Linked DNA regions of Gasterosteus aculeatus: region 2 is linked to region 1. The links are chromatin contacts, called in public Hi-C maps. All regions are on one chromosome and are shown on one strand. Each heading gives the region's core, a stretch centred on a gene start, on an enhancer-like site or on the middle of the called end of the contact. The rest is flanking DNA. Distances are from core to core; before and after follow the strand shown.

Region 1 (3,055 bases), core at 373-2,872:
TCGGTTTGAATAGCCTCTCAGATCCCGTCATCGCAGTAAATGAGAAGCGTTGTTTCCATGCGCGCTACTTTAACTTTGGTTAACTCCGATCTGCATCTGGTTTAGTGGTCCTCGGGAAGCGCCGATCAAAAATAATTAAAGGCATTGAAAACTTTGTATTCATTTTTATTAGCAACGTGTTAGTCATCCTTGAGCGTGTGTGTCTGTTAGAGTGAACTTAACCACCAGGAACTGTAACACATGTCCTTTTAAATGCGTGCACATGTGCGTAAGGAGGGTTACAGCTGGGAAAGGTCAGTTTTGGAGAGAAGAGGCAGCACTGTTGCGCAGCGGATGCATAATAATGTGAAGGTCAAGGAGACACTCATCGTGCTCCGGTAAAAACGCAGCGCTTCGGAGGCCCCGCGAGCCATTATTGGTCGCGCGTGGACACCAGGGAGCGGCGATCGGGCCGCACGCGTTAACGCGCCCACGGCTGGCGGGACGCGGGGTGAAGGGGAAAGCGAGAGTGGAAAAGGATAAATACAGGAGGGCGGTGCCGCAGATTAATTACTGACAAGAAGGGACGCACGACCCAGACAAATGAGGAAGTGCAAGGTCTGCTGAGTTGGGCAGGAGGATGCTGGTATCAAGCCCCCCTTCTTCTTCTTCTTCTTCTTCTTCTTCTTCTTCTTCTTCTTCTTCTTCTTCTTCTTCTTCTTCATCTTCATTCAGACACATGGAGAGATGCAATCTCTCCTCCCCCAGTGCTGCTGATAGGATGGATAATGAAGCATTCCTGACAAGGGAAGAACATGCCTCCCTCCTCCATTGGGCGCAGCTAAGTCTTTCAGCTGTGGGATCATGGACATGTAACCTGAGATCTGCCCTCCTCTTACCTGACTTCTCTTGTTTATGTGCTGTGGATATGAGACGCATACCTACCCGCCTCTCCGAGATCTTTGTCCCCAGCTACATTTTTCTTTTTTAAGTTAAAGAATGGTAGTGACTTTTATCTCGAAGTTTGGACTGTTTTACCAAACCAAATGGCTTTGGATTCAATACAAAAAGGAGCAAAAGAGCCGTGTTGATGTTCACACCGTGCAGCTGACGCAGAATAACTGCAAGAATGTTTGGATTTGTCCAGGGCTGTGCAATCACAAAGGAATGTCCTGAGACATTTCTTGCTTTTCCGCCGCGAGACCCCTCTTTTCCCACGGCTCGCCCAGGTCTTGAGAATCTGCTTCCTCTCCCTCTCCCTCTCTGCCTCCCTTTTCCTCCCGCACTCTCCCACCCGCCCGCTCTCTGTTTGTGAAGACACATGAATGCTACAAAAGGCTGGTTTATAGGCGAGTTACAATACCAGCTCAGTGTCCCGGAGAGCACAAAGGGCAAGGGTCCGGGCCCTTCTGAGAGACCTCTAGGAAGCAGCGTCCAGGCCGAGACCCTGAGTTATTTCCAGCGTAAAAAATCCAACAGGAGACAAACACACAACACAGCAGACAGCAGTGAACTTACTGAGCACAGGTTGTTGTCCAGTGGGAATTTCCCATGTTGTGTTGCTTTCAGAAACCTCCATGCCGAGACAGCAACTTTTTTTTTTTTTTTTTTAAAGGTCTTACTGAACAACAAACCGCAGGCTAAGTGTGGCCATGGAGTTCATGCTTGTGCTCACGGTGCAACGTTTCTGTTGCCCGATGATCCCTCAGCAGCAGGCGATGTGCCACGAGCTGCATTCCGAATGTGTGCAGGCCCACTTCAAGTATTAATACACAGGACTGCAGGTGACGGAGCAGCAACAATGGTGAAAAAAGCGAGGCCACATGTGTTAACACTTTGGGTCACGTGTTTGAGGGGCAACGTCGACATGCTTGTGAGCTATTTGCGGACATTCTTGTCTCTTGCCACTCGGCCACTACGAGTCCTATCAGTGGGAGGCGTTACCTTTCAATGTGTTGCGGAAAAACATTTTTTTTTCTAAGCGCTGACTCTGTTTTAGCCGAGCAATGTTTAACCCCATCACAAACACTGAAAGGCGTTTTTTTTTTCCAAGGAATTGAAGAACATTTGTTGGTCTTAATGTTCCCCAGACACAAAGTGGCATCTGCCTCCCTCCCCTGCATCGCCTGCTGCTCTTTGTTCGGGGGAGAGCGCTGAGGGGAGAGCACATCGAAGGCGGAGATGATGTCACCATTGTGATCATTACTGTGCTGCGCGGTGCCCTATTTTTGACCAGGCGTCACTGAGGGCAGGCCAGAATGTCTGCCTGCACGCTGCCAGGAGGAACGGTGGCCTGCCAGTATTAATTAACACAGTGCTTGTTTTCATCGCTCCTAAAAGCGTCTCAGGATCAGCCCCTCAGGTCCACCGAGCCCGCGTTCTTAACCTCAGCGTCCTGATGGTCTTGTGTCATTGATTAAGCACTGCAATAAGAGATCTATTCCACTTTTTTGCAGTATGTCTGTTAATTGTTGTTCAAACACTGACTCATATCAACTCCATCTCTGTATGTAATTCCGTTTTAACTCTGAAGCGTGATGCTTTATTACATTTTATTGTTATTATTATTATCATCCAGTTACTAGTCGCTGGTCCTGCTGATCCGTATAAGCACTCCAGTTGGATGTGAACTGCGAACTGCTTCTGTTGAATAATTTATTTGGCCAATCAAATAAATTAATGGAGACATTTAATTATTAATACAAACGCACACAATCACACAAATAGAAACACCCCTATTTACAGTCATGTTTTAAATGAATAGCAATTAGCTCTGGGGAATAAGTGTGGAGTTAGTTTAAATTCTACTAATAGTAATCCAAAAGGCTCAACGGGCATATGAAGACTTGTATTTGTGTAAATGAGGTAATTTCTTCACATCAAACCCGCCTTTCATTTACAATAGATGATGTTCTCTTTCACGGCACCATACCTACAGGGTTCATCTATTATTAAAAATGAAAGTTCCACCATTTGGAGCTTTAACAGGCTGACGGACAGATGTTTTCACCTTTTGATTTCAGTGCTTGTTCTAGTTTGTATTCCGGAGGCGGGATTGAAGGGGCTTCCACGGCGC
Region 2 (3,009 bases), core at 111-2,610, 56 kb after region 1:
CATATATCCTTTTTAGATGAAAAATCACATCCATTAGATCATCTCAAATGCAGCGTGATACGGGCTCTTATAGTATGGGCTCTCAGTATAATTATAGCAGCCTTTTGAAAAGGGCTGAAATTCCATCAGTCTGTAGTGATTTTCATGCTATTGGCACAATGGAAGCTTATTGACTTTCCCCTCATCTTCTCTTTCTTGCCTTTAAGGAGAAAGAGTTGAGGAGGCAGCAGGCGGAGATCCTCAAACACCAGGTAGGCATTCTCTGCAACATATGTAGTTACTGCTGAATAAAACCATTTAACTCAAACTTCACTTCAATAGAAATTTGACAGTAGTGTGTGTGCGTGTGTGTGTGTGTGTGTGTGTGTGTGTGTGTGTGTGTGTGTGTGTGTGTGTGTGTGCGTGTGTGTGTGTCTGGGTGTATTTGTGCATTTATGTGCATTTAAATACCAGGCATGTGTGAGTCAATGTTGTTATTTACTAAATATCTATTTAATGAAAGTCTTAAAGTGTTTCTCTTTATTAAACGCCGTGCTTTGTGGTATTGGATATTATTTCTGTTCCATAATATTTTGCCAACTCTCTCTGCCAGGAGTTGGAGAGGCATAGACTAGATATGGTATGGGTATGTTTATTTTTGTACATCTAACACCTGCATCGTGTAACTGGTTGTGTTATGGTTGTCATAGCAATGCATTAAGTGTAGCACTGGCTGCTGTCATACTACATTCTTCTGCATGGCTTTCCAGCAAAACCAACAAAAGAGAAAAAGAGTCAGTATGCTGCCTCCATCTGCTCGTCCTGAGGGACAACTGACCCTGTCACGGTGGCCAGGCAACTTCTGTCCCCCTCCCCCATCCTCCCCCTCCTACTCAGAATGCATTGCAAAGGCTGCCAGCCAATCCACACTCACTGTCTCAAAGTGCACTGGAGGAGTTTCTATCCATCACAGACATCGTCTAACCGTTGTACTGGAGTAGCCTGTGTTACCCCATAACACAGAGTGCTCGGCGATTCCGGCCCAGACATTGAGCTTGTGTGTGTGTTCGTCCGTGCCTCTGTTCTGCGGTCCACCGAGTGATGGACTTTAACCTGCCCCATCCCGGCCTCTCTGTCGTTCACTGTTCCTGTACGCCGCACAAACAATGAAAACCGCTACCGAGAATCATTTTGTCTTTACGGTGGAGATACTTAGTTTGGTGAGGGTGCGGCACAACCTTTGCTTGCAAGTAGACCGGGTCAATTGTAAAACAACGATATAGATCAATTCCACCACAGGGACAACAATGATTCTGTGTAGTACTTTTTTTTTTCCGCCCCGACTGTCCTGCTTGTCGTCACTCATACACAGTCACAGCTGAATCTAAAGGTCTGCCTATCAGTTTCATAGTGGACTCTGAGCCGCTTGTACCTTCCCTCAGAGCCAACTGAGATACATTAAACAATCCTGGTATTTACGGGTGTCACAGGCAATTGCATTGCTTTTGATCCGCTGTAGCTTGTCGCCACGATGCCCCTCAACACATTCATTGCGTTTGATAAAGCGCAGACTGTCTATGTCCTTTTGTAAGTTCTCCATGTGTAGATGAATCAAACCAATGAGGACAATGACATATGGTAGCAGAGTGCTCGGCATCTAGCCTGTTTTGTTTATGGCGAAACAGTCCTCACAAACTAGCCCCTTTCACTCACTCCGTGCTGGAAATGTCCTTGGCAAGCCCTAATAGTGGCAATTGTGTGTTTCTGGTGGATCACAGAGGAAATGACAGCCTGATACGGTGGAGCGGCAAACCTAAAGAGATCAAATAAAACGATAGTCAGTCACCAGTGATTCCGGTGCCCTTTTGCAGTAGACTGTGTATCATGCACCAAAGAACAGCATAGATGTCTCATCCTCAGCGGTCACATACTGTGCTAATACGTAAGGTGCCAAAACCACTGAGGTGGAACGGCTCTGTTTGTAGCTAGTCCTTACCATCTCTTCCTATTTGTCACCCTCCTCGCCAAACATTGTGAGAACGGTGTGTCAAAAATAAAACCATTAACATTGCCTGAATTCATTATTTTGATCATGGCAATGTGGCGAGTCTGAAGACTTCTGGCAACCAGCATTTTGTTGCTTTTGTTGTGTCAGCTTTAGTTTAGAGACGCCCGCCACCGATTCTAGCTGCTTCTCTTTTTTGAGCCTGTCATCACATCTACTTTGTACCGCATCTCTGTGTTGCTTTTTGGTTGTCATCGTATTACTGTACTCTTCACTAATGCTTCCACCATACATGTGAAAGTGTATACATGCGAAGCATCGTTTTGTGCCTGTTCAAGTGCGGTGCCTCCATTGAATTTAGTGCATCACAAATTTGCATTAATGCACACTAAATTTAGTCGACCTTGAGTGCTGTATGTGCAATGTGTGCTTCTTAATGTGGCTGTGTCTCTGCCACTCTAGGAGAGGGAGAGGAGGAGGCAACATGTAATGCTGATGAAGGCGGTCGAGGCGCGCAAGAAAGCAGAGGTAGCCCATATGTACACAAACAGTCCACTCCACAAAAAGAGCCTAAGTCATTATTCCCCGGATGGATTCCCGCCTTCTCTCCTTTTTGTGCGCTCTTTCCTTCTATTCATTTTTTTTTTCCTCCACACTTTCCAAGTCAAAGGATTGTGGCCCTCAAGCACTTTCCTTTTGAATGCACACCAGCATTAGGCTGAATTCTAATACTGCTCAGCAAAGTCAAGTAAACCTTTCTGTATGTTTTTACACACACACACACACACGCATGCTAATGCACTAATGCACATGCACACTTTGCCTCCTTAATGCTCTCTTGAATTTTGGACTCTCCAGGAGCGCGAGCGCTTGCGGCAGGAGAAGAGGGATGAGAAGCGGCTGAACAAAGAGCGTAAACTGGAGCAGCGGCGGCTAGAGCTGGAGATAGCGAGGGAGCTGAGGAAGCCAAATGAAGACATGTGTCTGTCTGATCACAAGGTAGTTAACAAAGAAGCTCATCCGCT

What was found. Hi-C and Micro-C count contacts between places; a contact is called where the count stands out from the background.
Region 2: a Hi-C map of liver shows a contact between it and region 1, with 9 times the contacts expected there. The contact joins the enhancer-like site here to the promoter of marchf7 in region 1. A contact is called at or near these places in 6 of 6 Hi-C or Micro-C datasets (blood and trunk muscle, liver, skeletal muscle and 2 more).

What each region holds. Positions count from the first base shown.
Region 1 is chr12:7,816,820-7,819,874 of fGasAcu3.hap1.1, forward strand. marchf7 (membrane-associated ring finger (C3HC4) 7) reads right to left here and starts at 1,623. Exons shown (of 10, transcript XM_078084957.1): 1 at 1,498-1,623. The coding sequence starts at 1,532.
Region 2 is chr12:7,873,466-7,876,474 of fGasAcu3.hap1.1, forward strand. It overlaps baz2ba (bromodomain adjacent to zinc finger domain, 2Ba), which reads left to right. Exons shown (of 37, transcript XM_078084985.1): 18 at 207-251; 19 at 593-619; 20 at 2,447-2,512; 21 at 2,843-2,983. Among protein-coding and RNA genes, the nearest start is that of wdsub1, 12 kb to the right of the region's middle. Within about 2 kb of position 1,361, at least 2 of the 9 cell types and tissues checked have open chromatin away from gene starts, as enhancers often do. A contact at or near this core is called in liver, where this site is marked.